Linked DNA regions of Zea mays: region 2 is linked to region 1. A link is a contact called in public Hi-C data. All regions are on one chromosome and are shown on one strand. Each heading gives the region's core, a stretch centred on a gene start, on an enhancer-like site or on the middle of the called end of the contact. The rest is flanking DNA. Distances are from core to core; before and after follow the strand shown.

Region 1 (4,269 bases), core at 194-2,693:
TCTCTACTTATAATATCATTACATCTCAGCAAGTTTTATAATTTTTTGATTTTGTTTGTGTTTTATACAATTTTAAAACAACTGGATCGCAAGTTCACAGTCATGTTTCGTTAGTATGGTGTTCGAAAATTCCGGTCTGTTCCTGAAATAGACCATAACTTGTGCTAAATAATATGAATACCATTTTTACATTCACTGTTTTCTATTTTTCGAGTGACTTGCAGTTTAAATCTGAATTATTCGAAGAAATTCAAATAAACGAACTAAATCTAACAGTTATAGCAAAGACTTTGATAATTGTGCCAAAATGAAACATGTAGGTCTATATAGTGTAGGAATATAGTATAAAAAGTTTGGTAAAAAATTAAAAATATATTTTGCCGAGTGTCAGAGAAATACACTCGGCGAATAATTAATTGACTGAGTGTCTACGAGACGACACTTGACAAAGAAGTTATTTTGTCGGGTGTCAACTCCTGACACTTAGCATAGTTAACGATCGTCAACTATAGACGACCGTTGATTGCCTTTTGCCAAGATTCACGTTTCGTCGAGAGCTTGACGTTGTCGAGTGTTTGAATCTCGGCAAAGAGGGTCTGTGTCGAGAATGACACTCGACAAAGCGCTTGACACTCAATAAAGTGTCAGATTTCGATAGTGTATAAATAGCCTAAATGACAAGCTGTAAAGATGCTTATAGCCACTGCGACTATACCGTTAAACTTGCTCTAAATGAATCTCTAAGTTTTCTTAAGAATTTTTAGAATTTTTTATTTAAGCCAAACCCTAGATAGACATTCCATCGTAGGACTGTTTGGGTCGTTGTCCAACTTGTCATAATTTATCTATTTTTTTCCTTTTTAATGTTGGTTCTTCAATTTGATGGACAAACCTTGATAGATCCATAATATGACATTACCGATCATGGTGCGTGACTGTTGAGACAAGAACGACATCAATCTCTTTTGCTTCCATTTTCTTGGCGTTGTACGGCTTGTGACCACACGCCTCTACTATAGGTTTCCAGGGCAGCACCATCCTATCATCAGCAGCTCCACGCATGACCACCCATTATCAGACTATAATCATCAGCGTGTTAATTTATGACCACCCACCCATTATATTAGTAGTACTGTACTGACTACTTGGCTCGGCAGTCATCAATGCAGCACTGCGAAACAAAAGAGATGTGTAGCTCCGTCGGCTGCCCCCGCCCGTCAAGTTGGCTGCTTACGTGCACGCCCGACGCGGACAGAGACAACAGCGTGAGGCGTTCCAACACTGCAAGCACGCGCGCGCACTGAACTGAAGCCGACCCGTGCGAGCATGCTAGCAACTTGCATTATTGGCCTCGCACACGCCGCGCGCCTATAAGTAGCAGATCAATGCAGCACAGCAGCATGAACTAACTCAGCTCAGCACAACCTGCTACGTGCAAAAGACCGAGAGAGAGACGAAGCGGAGCTGATAATATTTTTTTTAAAAAAAACAATACTAACTAGCTAGCGATCGAGCAGCGATACAGTACAATGGCGCCGAAGAGCCTGCTTGTCGTCGCCGCCCTACTCGCCGTCGTCGTCTCCGCCTGCCAGCTGCCCCGCGGTGCGACGGCGTTGGAGGCGAGCCCCAGCACCAACACCAACACCAGCCTCATCGTCTCCGGAACCGTGCCATGCGCCACCGGGAACTCCATTGACCCGGCCACGGTCCCGGCGTTCCCTAGTAAGGATAAGGACGCGCGGTCGTCATCTGAATATATACATCATTTATCATCTGTTCATAAGCAACTTTCGAGGACGTACGTGCATATATGGATCGGAGGACCTTACATATGTTTCCCCGCCATCTGGGGTCGTTGGCCCAGACGCCCTCGTGCAGCTCGTGTGCGGCGGCAAGGTCGTGGGCAGCGCGACGGCGGACAGCGCCGGTGCCTTCGTCTTCAGCCAGAGCAGCGCCAGCAGGGACCTGGTCGCCGCCGCCATGCACAACCTGTGCAGGGTGGTCGTGGTCACCCCGCTGGGCGCGTGCGACAGGTCCCTGGCCGCAGCCGCCGGGACGCTGTCGGCGCCGCTGAAGCTCGTAGGCATCACCACCGGCAGCGGCAGCGGCAGCGACCTGGGCGGCCTCGGCGGCCTCATTGGCGGGATCGTCGGTCTCATCGGGGCGATCGTCGGCGGCATCCTCAACCTCAGCACCATGCCCTTCTCCTTCGTCTGAGCTCTCGTCGTCAGGCGTGGATCGTCGGACCTACAAGGGCTGCTGCGCGCTCCACAAGCTGTGAATCTATCGACGACGCCAACGAATCATGTTTGTTATTATAAAAAATAATTAAGCATCAGTCAATACGTGTAGCGGCCGGGCTGCTTTCTTAGTCACTTTGTGTGCCACATCTCACATGTGTTACGACGTAATATAAACTGTACAATGTACCTTGTATTACATATATATATTACTTCTATACCATGCATGCAAGTATATGCATTTTGTGTCACTCCTATATTTATGCTTACACTTGTTTGGAGAACATGCCTTTAAAACCACCGTTTCACTGCATCACATGCCAGATATGTAGGTGATCAAGTTTTTTAGAGAAACGCGTGGTGCGACTGCTTGCTATATCTAGCTACTTCTCGGACCGTTCTTGTTCACGACAATTTGTTCAATGGGCACTTATATTAGTCTTCTGACTCTTACTCATATACCCTTCCTATCGGGTTCGATATTCTTCCTCTCCAATCCTATACTTCCTCTTGGGTTCGATATTCTTCCTCTAGGTTTGATAGTCGCCTAGAGGGGGGGTGAATAGGGCGAAACTGAAATTTACAAAAATAATCACAACTACAAGCCGGGGTTAGCGTTAGTAATAATAAATGAGTCCGCAAGAGAGGGCGCAAAACAAATCGCAAGCAAATAAGGAGAGTGACACGTGGATTTGTTTTACCGAGGTTCGGTTCTTGCAAACCTACTCCCCGTTGAGGAGGCCACAAAGGCCGGGTCTCTTTCAACCCTTCCCTCTCTCAAACGGTCCCTCGGACCGAGTGAGCTTTCCTTCTTCTCAATCAACCGGGAACAAAACTTCCCCGCAAGGGCCACCACACAATCGGTGCCTCTTGCCTTGGTTACAATTGAGTGTTGATCACAAGAGCAAAAGAGAAAGAAAGAATGCGATCCAAGCGCAAGAGCTCAAAAGAACACGGCAAATCTCTCTCGCTAGTCACTAAAGGCTTGAGTGGAATTGGAGAGGATTTGATCTCTTTGTATGTGTCTAGAATTGAATGCCTAGCTCTTGTAAGTGGTTAGAAGTTGGAAAACTTGGATGCAATGAATGGTGGGGTGGTTGGGGTATTTATAGCCTCAACCACCAAACTTGACCGTTGGCTGGAGGCTTCTGTTCGATGGCGCACCGGACAGTCCGGTGCACACCGGACAGTCCGGTGCCCCTGCCACGTCATCACTGCCGTTGGATTCTAGCCGTTGGAGCTTCTGACTTGTGGGCCCGCCTGGGTGTCCGGTGCACACCGGACATGTACTGTTTGATGTCCGGTGCACCGGTATGGGCGATTCTGACTTCTGCGCGCGCTGCGCGCGCATTTAATGCACCGCAGGGAGCCGTTGGCGCCGCAGGGAGCCGTTGCTCCGCTGGCACACCGGACAGTCCGGTGCACACCGGACAGTCCGGTGAATTATAGCGGAGCGGCTGCCGCGCGAACCCGAGGCTGGCGAGTTCAGGAGGCCGAGCTTCCTTGGAGCACCGGACATGTCCGGTGCACACCGGACAGTCCGGTGAATTATAGCGCGCCGGCTTCCGAGAATTCCCGAGAGTGAAGAGTTGGAGTCCGAGTCCCCTGGTGCACCGGACAGGTACTGTTCACTGTTCGGTGGCACACCGGACAGTCCGGTGCGCCAGACCAGGGGTGCCCTCGGTTGCCCCTTTGCTCCTTTATTGAATCCAAAACTTGGTCTTTTTATTGGCTGAGTGTGAACCTTTTACACCTGTATAATCTATACACTTGGGCAAACTAGTTAGTCCAAAGATTTGTGTTGGGCAATTCAACCACCAAAATTATATAGGAACTAGGTGTAAGCCTAATTCCCTTTCAATCTCCCCCTTTTTGGTGATTGATGCCAACACAAACCAAAGCAAATATAGAAGTGCATAATTGAACTAGTTTGCATAATGTAAGTGTAAAGGTTGCTTGGAATTGAGCCAATAAAACTACTTACAAGATATGCATGGAATGTTTCTTTCTTATTTAACATTTTGGACCA
Region 2 (4,128 bases), core at 1,379-3,878, 160 kb before region 1:
CATCATCCAGTAGTGCACTCCCAAATTGGGTATCATCATGTTTCATAGTTACTTCATTATTGCTCAAAGGCTGGGCTGGCTCAGAATCATACTCGCTATCACTGCTGTTTTCAGTATCTTGTAATTTTTTCCTCTTCACTAACTCTTCGTGCGTATTTTTGGTAGGCCCAAACGTTCTTTTACCTGACACCTTAACTTTGTCTTCGTTTTGTTCAGTGTTATTGTCCTCTAATTTCTTCAAGGAATCATCGTATTCTTCAAGAGCCTGTCGTGCTTCCTCATAAGTTGCTTCCTCGCGCTTTTTCATAGCACGCTCCTGTAAATAAGCAGAGAAATGTGATTATGGTGGTGACAGAATTGCAACAATGCTAGCAAATATACTTTTTTGTAAACAAATGCACAAGCAGCATGTGAAATGAAAATGCACCATGAAAGGCAACGAAAAAACTCCAGAATTCGGTATCTCATTGTCTTCTTCAAGAGCTTTAAGAATCTTTTCTTTCCCTCTGTTTAAGATTTTTGCTTCTGAGTCACTCTCGTCGTCATCATCATCTGAACTTTCTTCACTACTAGAATCATCCTTCATGGAATTCATTTTTCTAGTCAGAAGAGTATTTTGTTGGAGCTGTGCTGCAATGGCAGCTCGGGTGCCTTCATCTTGAACAGACAATCCACGCTTGAGGATGCGCTTTGCCCATTGTGATGTATTCTTGTGCTTTAATGTCATCCTTTCCTATAAATATTTCAGATAAATTAGCAACATTGTTGGGGGAAGACCAATGAGGGAATTTCCCTATAACTGAGAAAAAACATATGAGCAGTGATTTACCTCTGCCCGTTTAAATTCTTGTTTCCTAGCATGATCTGTGACAGCTTCAGGATCTGCCTCGAAATCTGCTGATGCTGCCTTCAATTTGTCCTTCTTCAACATCCGATGATATGTCCTGGACTTGATCTTCTTCATACGCTTTGCTTTCATTTCATGACGGAATAGAAGGCTGCGCATCTTAGCAAGACGGTTTTGGTGTTCTCTCACATCTTCTGCATCAATCTACATAAGTTCATTAACTTGTTTAGAAAGAGTGTTCCATGGCTTTAAAAACAGTGTAGTAAACATGTTCAGCGTGCGTAGCAGTCAGCACAGTTATAGAATAGTTCAGTTCAGTAGAACTGACAGAGTGCAATGAGAACATCAAAGATACCTTGTTAAGTTCCAGGATTTTGGCACCATCGTTCTTGTGTGCTTCTATTATTTCAGTGCTTTGCGTAATCTCAGCAATCTTCTTCTCAAACTCAGTCCTTGGTTTAAATTCGCTAGCAATTGCCGCAACAGTGTTCACACCCAAGTTGGTATCATTTTCAAAGTATAGTACAGGAGCTTCCCTGTTACTCTTCACGATTCCTTCCCACTTTGTTAGCTCATTCTTGGATTTCTGAAACGTCACGCTGCGCTCGATCTTGTCCCTCTCTACTTTTGGAAGTGGGGCTAGCACGACCATCGGTTTTTTCTCCTGCTGCTGCAGCCTCTTACGGATCTTGCTATAACCAGGTTTCCCCTGGACATTGTCCAAGAGATCATGAATTGTGACAGGACCATCTCCATCGCCATGCTGCAGGTGCAGCTCCGATGGCTGTTTCCTCTTCTTTCCTGTTTTGACAAATTCATTTCAGATTTCTGAGCCCTAGTTTTATTTAGTTCGGCAAACGCCGTTTATTTTAGAGTGCTACAACGTTATTTAGCACCTCACAGTTTTGGCAGGTAGGAAAACTCCTAAGCCTTCAACCCAAAAAAAAATAACAATCTGTATGCAATGTCCATGAGAATATAACATATGCAATGTTAACAGGATAAAAAAAAGCTTACCATCGAAGGCTTCTCTGGGCATTCCGGTCGTCTCCTGAAGTATTCTTATCTGCTTCTCCTCATCATCACCGTCGTCATTGTCATCTTCGTCCATATCCTCGCCTTCCTCCGAAGGCACATCCTCATCCTAAAAATACGCAAATGCGAACATGATTCGGTGGGAGTTCAAGACAGGCTCAAATGCTTATAATGACAACGTCTCAGCAATCGCTTCGCTAGTGGCCCAGTGCATCGAGTAGGAAGGGTCCCCGCACCGCATCGGAGGCGTCGCTGTCGAAGTTGTACTCGTACTTGGCGACGGTGTCATAGCGGCCGTTCTTGCCGGCCTCCTCCTCGGGCACCCCTTCCTCGTACTCGTACACGTCCTCGGCAACCGCGTCGGACCCGTCCTCCTCACCATCGGAGCCGCGGGCAGGGCCAGGCCCCATCGCGTCGAGCTCCCGAAGCATCACCTTGGACAGCCGCGGCCCGTGGCGCCGCCTCTTCCCTTGGTCGGGGGCGGGCTTACCTCGCCGCATGGCGACCTTTTTCGGCATTGGGGCGATGAGCAGAGCGAGGGATGGATCCGGCGGAGCGGAGAGGGAACTGCGGCGGCCTAGCAGGGGAACTGCGGCGGCCTAGCAGGACGCTGAAACAGAAGGCGTCGGGAGTTGAGGTCTCGGGCGTGTTGAGCGGCTGGCGGCTAGGGTACGCTCGCGACTCGCCTCAGTTCTTGGGCCGCGGCTCCAGCCGGGACAAGGCCCGGTTTTCTTTCACATTGCACATCATCAAATGTCTAGTTTTTCAGTCTATACTAGGTCTGTGCCCGTGCGTTGCAACGGGAGTACGCTAGTGTCGGAGACCATAATTAGGGGTACCCCAAGACTTCTAAACTCGGCTGGTAATCACCGTCAGCACAAGCTGCAAAAGCCTGATGGGCGCAATTTAGGTCAAGGCTCCGTCCACTCAAGGGACACGATCTCGCCTCGCCCGAGCCCAACCTCGGGCAGGAACAGTAGACCCAGGCGGATTTACGCCTCGCCCGAGGGCCTCCTCAAGCAACAGGCGCACCTTCAACTCGCCCGAGGCCCAGCTCGGGCAGGCTTCACAGTGAAGCAACCTTGGCCAGATCGCCTCACCAACCGACCGTATCGCAGGAGCATTCAATGCAAGGATCGCCTGACACCTTATCCTGACGCGCGTTCCTCAGTCGGCAGGGCCGAAGTGACCGCAGTCACTTCGCCCCTCCACTGACTGACCTGACAGGAAAGCAGTGTCGCCTGCCCCGCTCCGACTGCTGTGCCACCCGCTAGGGTGAGGCTGACAGCAGCCGAGTCCAGCCTCAGGCGCCATAGGAACTCTGCCTCGCCCGACCCCGGGGCTCGGCCCCCGCCTTGACCTCGAAAGACGGTGTCCGCCTCGCCCGACCCCAGGGCTCGGCCCCCGCCTCGACCTCGGAAGACGATCTCCGCCTCGTCCGACCCCAGGGCTCGGACTCAACCTCAACCTCGGAAGACGGTCTCCGCCTCGCCCGACCTTGGGGCTCGGACTCAACCTCGACCTCGGAGGAGTCACCGCCTCGCTCGACCTTGGGCTCGGACCGACCACGTTACAGGGGGTACATCATTACCCTACCCCTAGCTAGCTCAGGCTACGGGGAACAAGACCGGCGTCCCATCTGGCTCGCCCCGGTAAACAAGTAATGATGGCACCCCGCGTGCTCCCATGACGATAGCGGTTCTCAGCCCCTTACGGAAGCAAGGAGACGTCAGCAAGGACCCGGCAGCCCCGACAGATGTGCTTCTATAGGGCTCAAGTGCTCCTCCGACGGCCACGACATCACATGCACAGGGCACTAACACCTCTCCGACAGCCACGTCGGCATGTACATAGGGCTCTGGCTCCTCTCTGCCGGACAGGTTAGCATACTGCTACACCCTTATTGTACACCTGTGCCCTCTCCTTACATCTATAAAAGGAAGGTCCAGGGCCCTCGTATGAGGAGGTGGCCGCGCGGGAGGACGGGCTGACGGACAGACTCTCTCTCTCTCTCTCCCTCGCGGACGCTTGTAACCCCCTACTGCAAGCAAATCAATTTCTATCAATTTTTAGAAGGTTAAATGGTCCACCAAACAATTTATTTTTTTAAAATTCTCCGAGCATTTACTGCACCCCTTTTAATCATTGTTGAGTTTCTGTGGTTAGAAGTGTGTAGTAAATATTATAACGTGCTTTTAGAACCATCTTCAGTTGATGAATGCTTCAGTCGATTAAAAGTAGTATGA

What was found. Hi-C and Micro-C count contacts between places; a contact is called where the count stands out from the background.
Region 2: a contact with region 1 is called in a Hi-C map of ear, with 1.6 times the contacts expected there. The contact joins the promoter of LOC103634670 here to the promoter of LOC107521950 in region 1. A contact is called at or near these places in 4 of 25 Hi-C or Micro-C datasets (bundle sheath, ear, leaf and 1 more).

Annotation. Positions count from the first base shown.
Region 1 is chr1:57,409,875-57,414,143 of Zm-B73-REFERENCE-NAM-5.0, reverse strand. LOC107521950 reads left to right here and starts at 1,443. Exons shown (of 2, transcript NM_001321718.1): 1 at 1,443-1,722; 2 at 1,865-2,364. The coding sequence starts at 1,530. The coding sequence ends at 2,217.
Region 2 is chr1:57,575,364-57,579,491 of Zm-B73-REFERENCE-NAM-5.0, reverse strand. It overlaps LOC103634670 (U3 small nucleolar RNA-associated protein 14), which reads right to left and starts at 2,628. Exons shown (of 11, transcript XM_020546372.3): 1 at 2,119-2,628; 2 at 1,865-1,991; 3 at 1,203-1,648; 4 at 830-1,051; 5 at 428-733; 6 at 1-316. The coding sequence starts at 2,400.